2 separate regions of the Canis lupus genome follow, and region 2 is linked to region 1. A link is a contact called in public Hi-C data. All regions are on one chromosome and are shown on one strand. Each heading gives the region's core, a stretch centred on a gene start, on an enhancer-like site or on the middle of the called end of the contact. The rest is flanking DNA. Distances are from core to core; before and after follow the strand shown.

What was found. A called contact is a pair of places that touch in the nucleus more often than the background predicts.
Region 2: a Hi-C map of blood shows a contact between it and region 1, with 6 times the contacts expected there. The contact joins the promoter of UBE2K here to the promoter of PDS5A in region 1. A contact is called at or near these places in 5 of 9 Hi-C or Micro-C datasets (amygdala, blood and liver).

The regions. Positions count from the first base shown.
Region 1 is chr3:73,091,524-73,095,692 of UU_Cfam_GSD_1.0, forward strand. It overlaps PDS5A (PDS5 cohesin associated factor A), which reads left to right and starts at 1,962. Exons shown (of 33, transcript NM_001313809.1): 1 at 1,962-2,042; 2 at 2,681-2,858. The coding sequence starts at 2,721. LOC119876149 (a long non-coding RNA gene) reads right to left here and starts at 1,259. Exons shown (of 2, transcript XR_005357278.1): 1 at 638-1,259; 2 at 292-437.
Region 2 is chr3:73,350,367-73,354,535 of UU_Cfam_GSD_1.0, forward strand. It overlaps UBE2K (ubiquitin-conjugating enzyme E2 K), which reads right to left and starts at 2,290. Exons shown (of 5, transcript XM_038533449.1): 1 at 1,991-2,290. The coding sequence starts at 2,053. It overlaps LOC102155382 (a long non-coding RNA gene), which reads left to right and starts at 2,396. Exons shown (of 4, transcript XR_005357280.1): 1 at 2,396-2,823.

The DNA of each region.
Region 1 (4,169 bases), core at 712-3,211:
TCCTATAAATGCCCCAGAACAAAGCACTGACTTTTGGGCAGTTCTAGCCAATCAGCAGCTATGGCCAGGTCCATTCCAAGATGATTGCTCCCTTGTGTAACAGCAGGAAAACAATTCAGTGAGTACAGTACCTTTAATATTTTTCTGACCAAGTAAAGGATGTGGAAAAAAGACCAATGGATATTCATTCATCAAGAATAATAATCGAATATAATTTTAAACTACGGTAGTGGGTCAGTTTCAAGAACGGAATGCTATTTCACACTACTGTATTCTTTTTTTTCGACTTCATCTTCCCATACATGTGCAACTGAGATTCATTTGCTTCTTCTTCTTCTTCTTCTTTTTTTTTTTTTTTTAATATTAAACTGCTGAAACCCGGTGCATTGGGTTTTCCTATGGATGAAAGGAAAAGTTGTTCCGGGTGTATTTAAAACCTCAAAAAAGGGATCCCTGGGTGGCGCAGCGGTTTGGCGCCTGCCTTCGGCCTAGGGCGCGATCCTGGAGACCCGGGATCGAATCCCACATCGGGCTCCCAGTGCATGGAGCCTGCTTCTCCCTCTGCCTGTTTCTCTGCCTCTCTCTCTCTCTCTCTGTGACTATCATAAATAAATAAAAATTAAAAAAAAAAAAAAACCTCAAAAAAATATTATTTCCATATTCATCCAGCTACTTTGTAAACATGCTTCCTTCTGGGTGTCCTTCAGAGATCTTCATTCTCTAGGTTTGGGAGTGGAGCCCAGGAACCTACGTTTCAGGCCCTTCTTGGAGAACTACTGGACTCAAAAAAAAAAAAAAAAAAAAAAAAGCTACCTTCATATTTTGCAGCTTTCAAAATATCGATTTTAGAAATCCAAAGAGGAGAAGGCAAAAACCCCGGTGGTTGTCTGAACAGGAACGAGCAGCTCACGTTGTGCCATGTGGTAAAACTTTTTCCTCAGTTTGCAGCTCTTCTGTCCCTGGGGAGGAAATCAGTTCATTTTCATCGAGTAATTAACCGTCTTGCAAGCAGCTCCGCCCCCGTCTCTTCAGGATGACCCCGAAGAGTCTTGAACTCCTCTTCGCGGCGTAACGTACGGCTCGGTCCGCCCTGCCTGCGCTCCCTCACGAGGGCCTCCGGGACCCGGTCCGCTTCCCGCCACAGGGGCCCCTCCTCCGCTCGCCCTTCGGGTCCAGGGCTCCCAGAGGCGCTGTGCGCCGCGAGTCTTGGCGCCAACCGGGTGGCGGCGCTGTCCGCCCCGCGCGCGGCCGCCTCGGGCCCGAGGGAGGCGGAGGCTCGGCCGGCGGAGGAAGGGGAGGGAGCGAGGCGCGCTCCCTGCTCTCGCGTGCTCTCGCACCGCTCGCGTGACCGGCTGGTGTGTGCGCGAGGGGCCGGCTCCCGGGGGCACGGACGGCCGGGCGCGCGCCGCTGCGAGGGGCGTCCGGGTCCCGGTCGGCGGACCCGGCCGGCGCGAGGTGCGGGTGGGTCGGCGGGCCGCGGGGGTCCCGGGCGGACGCGGGCGCTCCCGCTCCCGCTCCCGCTCCCGCTCCCGCTCCCGCTCCCGCTCCCGCTCCCGGAGGAGCCTTCTCCGAGGCTGCTCTTCCTCGGCCAGACGGAGAGCGGCAGTGTCTCCCCGCCCAGCGCACACTCGCCCCGCGTCTCCCCCCGCGGCGGCTGCTCCTCCTCGGCACCGCCAGCCCCAGCGCCGCTCCGGGGCGGGCGGCGGCGGCGGCGGCGGCGGCGGCGGGACCCGCGGAGCCGCTTTGTGTGCAGCCCGACGAGGGGCGGCGGCACAACCACCTGACAGAGGCCCGGGCGCTCGATGCACCTTCCGCCCGCATGAGGAGGAGGAGGTAAAGGCGGCGGCGGCTCGGCTCCCGCCCTCGGTTGGTGGAGGGAGGGGACGGAAGGGGAGACCGGAGGGGGGGGGCGCGGGACCGAGGCCCGGCGGGGCTGCCCGAGGTGCCAGTGAGGCCTCGGCAGCGCTGGACGGCGCCGAGCGGTCGGGGGCGAGAGCAGCCGCCGGGGTCCCTCAGCCGAAGTTGAAGGAACAAAATGTGAAGTGCGGAGCCGCGTCAGCCGCTTCCTGGCGTGGGGTTTGGGGTGGAGGGCGGCTTGTTTTCCCCTCCCGCGGGACAGGGGAGGGGCGGGAGCGTGGCGGGGACGCCGGGGGTCCTGAGGCGCGGCCCGGCAGAGGCGTTCGTCTCCCGGAGCCGCCGCTGCGTGCGGGTCCGTTCGGGTCCCTAGTTTTGCGGCCTAAGCCGAGCCCTATAGGCCTCGCGGCTCCTCTCCCGGAGGGGACCGGCCGGGCGGGGGCTCGGGGCTTCTCTCCGACCGAGCGGGGGCCGTGAGGGCCTCGCCGGGCTCGGGAGGCTGCCGAACTCCGGACCTCGGTGCGTCGGGGTGGGTTTCATTGTGAGAGGCGGAATGGGAAACTCCTGGTGCAGCTCGGCGCTCCCCGCGGCCGCGGCGGCTGGTGCCGGAGAGCCCCTGGGGCCCGGGGCCGGCGGGGCCCGCGTGAGTGGGGGTGGCGGGGCGGCCGCCGGGGGCTGGGCCCGGGGAGGGGCGAGTGGCGGGGCCGCCGCCGAGTCCCCGGCCTCCGTGGAGAAAGGGCCCTTTGCAGATTAGAGATTTTTGAAATGAAAAAAGAGGTTACAAAGTCTCCCCTTTCTCGCTGAACTTTTGTTTTCTGACCGATAGAGGCCGGTAGAGGACTGTGAAAGAAAAGTTGTCCCCCAGGATGGACTTCACCGCGCAGCCCAAGCCTGCCACTGCCCTCTGTGGCGTCGTGAGTGCAGACGGGAAGATCGCTTACCCTCCGGGGGTAAAGGAGATCACCGACAAGATCACCACCGATGAAATGATCAAGCGACTGAAGGTAAGCGTCTGGACAGTGTTCACACTTGAGACGTTTGTGGTAGGAGGTGCTCTCTCCCGTGGTATTATTACTGCACTGCTAGGCCTGGCCTTTACAGTTTCACCTACCAGGGTTTTTTGTTTGTTTGTTTGTTTGTTTTAGATATCTTGTCATCTCCTTTTTTTACCACCTCTGAGAGGGATTATCTTGGTTGTATCTTTGGTTCTGTAGGGATATAATCATTATGGAAAATTAAAAGCAGTGTATCTGTTTTTTCAAACCTAAGAATGTGCGCTTTTTTTTTTGAGAGAGAGAGAGATATATATATATAACTTTTTTTCTAGAAATATTTATGAGAATACTGTTCAAAGTAGCTTACAATCTTAAGTTTAGGCAATAGCTGCCTAGGAAGGGTCCTATTTCCATCACTTTCCGAGGAGACCAATCACAAAAGCATTTTTATTAAATTGTCACAATTTTCTAATATCCGGAAGCTTAAATACGAATTTAATATGGTTGAACTTTCACAGAATGTACTGACTTCACAATTCAGACTTGAAGTAAGGTGATGATTTATGTCTGCATATTCAAAGGGGTTTTTAAGAGAGAATATTTTAGCTCTTTTTTAGTTAGCTTATTTAAACCATGGTGATCCTAAGATCAGGGTTGTAAGTTTCAGCTTTATGTTGATCAGCTTTTTGCTTTGTTGCATGGACATTGATTATGCCTACAGCCTTACAGGATAAGTGCTGTTGTTACGAGAGCAACTTGATGGAGTATTTCTCAGACAGGGCATCTTCATTTTTTTCTTTTCTCCCCCCCCCCCCCCCCCCCGCCTTTTTTTTTTTTTTAAAGTGGCTCCACACTGGCTGTCATGCTTAACTCATGACCCTGAGATCCAGTCCGGCACTTAACGGACTGAGCCACCCAGGTGTCCCTCAGCCAGGGCATCTTTGACTCCCAGGGAACGTTTGTCAGCGCTGAAAATATTTTGGTTGTCACAATTGGGGCTAGATTGAGGCAAAGAAAGAGAAAGACTTGAGGCAGGGAGTCCAACTAGGAAACTGCTAATGGTAGTATAGGTGAAAGATGCTGAAATCTTGAGGTTGAGCTATGGTAGTGGAAGAGAGGTAGCGAAGGATCCAAGAAATGTTTCAGAGTTAGAATCAATCAGACTTGGTGGGAGGTGAGGGAAGAAACAATGTTGACAGGGTTTCTACCGTAGGCAACTTGATAAAAGTATTTTTTTTTTTTTTTGATAAAAGTATTTTTAGAGTATGATCTTGCTCCTTTGTTCCTAAAGGTTAGTATAGTGCCTAGTAAATTTTTATG
Region 2 (4,169 bases), core at 1,040-3,539, 260 kb after region 1:
CTAGAGTTGATACAAGATTTCTTTTAAGCTTTAATTGAAGTACTAAAAATATAGTGAAAGTCACCTCATACGAAGCAAAGAGACCATATGAATTGAGAGCAGTAACTTACCATTTTTAATAGAAAATAAAGCACTAGAAAGAAGTCATATTAAGTCTCAGGCTTGTACAACTTTATTAACAGAAGAAATGTTTTAGGCTGTTGGCAACAGTATTAGCTGAATATTTCATAGGATTATATATATGTCGACTATCCTGGAACATATTTTCTTGCGAATAAAAAGTTAGAATCATTGTTTCACTGTATATCAGTACAGACATTTATGATCCTATTTCTGCATTGTACCACAAAAATACAAAGTCATCCTTCCATTCAGAGTTTTGGCTCTTGAACAAATACAGAGGTCAGAGTTCATACACATGCTCTGTAAAACAGATCATTTCTTATAGACTACTACATTAGTAAATCGCTAGTATTTGTTATTTTAAGTTAATCTTAAAGAATTATATTCTCCATGTCTAATTGGAGAAATGATTACTGTAGAATCAGTGACATAAATAAAGCTCAAGTATTGCCACTTATGTCAATTACTCATTAGAATGCTGAATTTCACAAATCATTGAGATTATCAACGCTCCAACATAAAAGAAAAATACAAATAGTAATGATACATCCAATAATGGTATGTGACATCTTGAAAATAATAACTATTTCAGTATTACTTTTTCATCTCTCTCTTTGTTAAATCCAAGGAGGAAAAACTTGGCATTCTTGTTGTTGTGGGTATAAAAAATTGTACTGATCCTTGTACAGTTTTGAGTCAAATCACTAGAATATTCTGAATATACTATATAAGTAAATATGGCAAACAGCAGAGTATTTAAATTCTGCAGGACTCAAGAGCAGCTTGAGACAAAAAAAAAGTGTTTCCAATAATTTCAATTATGATACAAACCTACTCAATAAGGAGGTATAATAATATATTAATCCGGGGGAAATCCCATGTTTTTAATAGGGCTGGTTTTTCAAAAGTAAGAATCAAGTTAACTATGAGAGACATCATAATGAAGTTTCATGGCATAACACAACAGTCACAGAGGCATTGTCTTAGGAGAGACTCTGACCTGTAACTTGTAAACAATATTTTGAAATAAGCTACTCTTTACCCTCCATTATTTTTTCCTATCGAAAAATATCTAAATGCCTTTAATACACCAAACAACATGCCTTCGACCCAATCAAAAAGCTTTAGATGTCAACAGAAAAGAGGCCTAGGAATTGGGGGTGGGGTGAAGGAAGGGTTGTGGGGGGGGGGGAAGTCGGGAAAAATGAGATAATGATCTATTTTGGAATTAATTCCCTACCTCAGGTGAAAATTCCCTCATTCCCCACTCCAATAGAATAGTATCCCATTACGTCTCCTCTTCTCTCCCAACACCGAACTAAGGAGGGAGTAACTCTGAAACGTCCTTCTTTCATCAGTACCTAAGGTCTTTTTACCGCTCCTTCCCAAAAGAAAAGGACAGTGGAGGCCAAAGAGGCTGTAACGTAGAAAACCCTCAAAAGTGCGGGCCTCGGAGCGGCGCGGCTCTCGGGATCCAGTTACCACCTTTCCCCTTCCCCCAACCCACTTCCCGGGTTTTCTCAGGCCCGGCCTGCTCCCTCCCCACCCTACATCCACACTTCCAGCTGTTGCCACGGCCTCGGGCTCTCTCTAGAGCTCACACCCCTCCAGGAGGCGCCCCCTTCTCCATCTGCCCCCCAAACCGTGCTCCTCTCCAGACCGCCCGCCCGCGAGACTGTCCATCCCAGGGCCCGGGGAGGGGAGGGGAGGGCGACGGAAGCAGGGGGGAGACTGCTGCTTCCCCACAGGCAGAAAGGGCGGCCGCCAAGAGGGCCACCCAGGGGTTACCGGGGGGCCGGGGTCGCCGCTGGGAGCACCCTCCCGCCCAGGGCTGGGGTGGGGGCATGTCTGGGAGTTCATTTCTGACCTCCTCGCTCTTCAGCACCTCCTTGAACTCCCGCTTGATTCGCTGCACCGCGATGTTGGCCATGTCTCCGCCCGCAGCTGATTCGTACCCGCCTCCTCCGCCACCGCTACGACCACCGCCACCGCCGCCACCTCTTCCACCAGCGCCTCCTCCCTCGGCGACTCACACCCGAGCACACGAACGCTGCCACTGCCACCCGGCCGCCGCGCTCTCCTCAGTGTGGAATCACCTCCGCGCCCGGCCACCAAAATGGCGCCGGGTCCGCGCATGCGCAAGACGCTGACCCGGCCGGGCGGCGCAGCCGCTCCCGTTGTAGCCCCATACGCCTCAAACGCGAGCCCGCGCCGCGCTGCGCCGCGCGTCTCTGCCGGAGCTGCGGCCGCGTGGCTCCGCCCTGCCGGCGTCTGAGGCCAGGAGGGTGCGGCTTCCGCGCTGGCCGGCCCTGCGCGGGCCTCCCGGGTCCTCTCGGGTGCCTCCGCCCCTCTCCAAATCGCTGTGGTGCGGCCGAGGCTTCCCACCCGCGGCCTCTGACGGAGGGCTGGGCGCGAGCTAGCGGGTTCTCGCGGCCCCGGTCGGCTGCGAGCGCCGTCCTGACCCAGCCAGACCCAGGACCCCCGGGCTTGCTGCGCCTGACTGGGTCGAGGGCACGAAAACACCATTCCAGAACTCATCCGGCCCATTTTCTGTCGGTGTAGGCCCAGAAAAATCCCACGGCGGTCCGTTTTTGTTCTGAAGCCATTAAAGTGCCACTACTAACGCGATTGTTCCAGATACTCCACGTCGCTGAATTCAAAGTGGTCATTGTTGGGTCGCATCAGGTGTATTTGAAACAGGTAACTCCATGTAGATGCCTGAGGTAGATTTCGAAGTCAGATGTTGATCTTTGAGCTACTTAGATCATCAGTACCGAGGTGTAAGAGTTTTTAACCTTGGGGGCACCCTGGGTGGCTCAGCAGTTGAGCGGCTGCCTTGGGTTCGGGTCATGATCCCGGGGTCCTGGGATCGAGTCCCACATCGGGCTCCCTGCATGGAGCCTGCTTCTCCCTCTGCCTGTGTCTCTGCCTCTCTCTCTCTCTCTCTGTGACTATCATAAATAAATAAAATTTTTTTAAAAATTAAAAAAAAGAGAACAGGGTTTCTTAACCTTGACACTAGTGACATTTTTTTTTTAAGTTTTTAACATTGAATCTACATCAGAATCCCTCAAGAGTTTGTTTAAAAAAACGAAACAAAACAAAAACAGGTTGCTAGACCCCATCCCTAGAGTGTGGGGTGGACCTAATAATTTGCTTCTCTAACAAGTTCTCAAATGCTGCTGCTCTTGCTGCTGGTTCAGGGACCACACTACCAGCACCACTAAACTAAAACATGTGAAAATAGTTTGTATGTTAAAGTGGAAAATGGAGAAATAAAATAAATAAATACATATTTTTTTAAATGGAGAAATAGATGCTTCTTGTGGAGGAATGGTAGCTTTACTTCTGTAAACCTAAGGGCCTATGACTGTCTCGCACTAGTAGGCACTCAATAAATATTGAGTGAACAAATGAAGATAAGAGAAAAATGTTTTAAGTATATAGTAAGTTTGAAAGGCAAATTGAAAATGGTTGCTAGGGTTTCAGGAAGTGATATGGTTTTGGTGCTGAGCGGTACTTTACATAGAACATTCTGGAATAAAGTAATAAAGTTTATTTAGAAGTTTTTATTTCATGAGCTGCTTTCTCCTCATCAGTTAGTAAAGTATCCTCCGAGAAAAATATCACAAATACACGGTCTTAGCAAGAATTACTAAAATTGTGGCACCAAAGTGATTCACAGGCAGTGAATCATTCAAGTGGAGGCACATGGAAAAAAAGTTCTTGAACTTCTGCCATCGGAACCAAGAGGAAATTTTTGATTCCAGCTCTACTCCATGCTAGCTATCTTGGCCAACCTTGGTTTCCTCATCTGTAATATAAGGAAGCTGGACTAGATGTTCTCTTTCAGGTTTTAAGAGGTCAGAATTCTAAAGCATCATTTGGAAATACCTCCCTAGTGGACTAATATAAATTATAAAAAACCCTTCCAGCAGAGCCCCCTAGTGGTCCGCAGAGGTTATACATGTGGGTCACGGTACAATGAATTATTGGTGTAATGTAAATCATTGCAATGCTATGTGTATTTGTGTCAATATATTAAA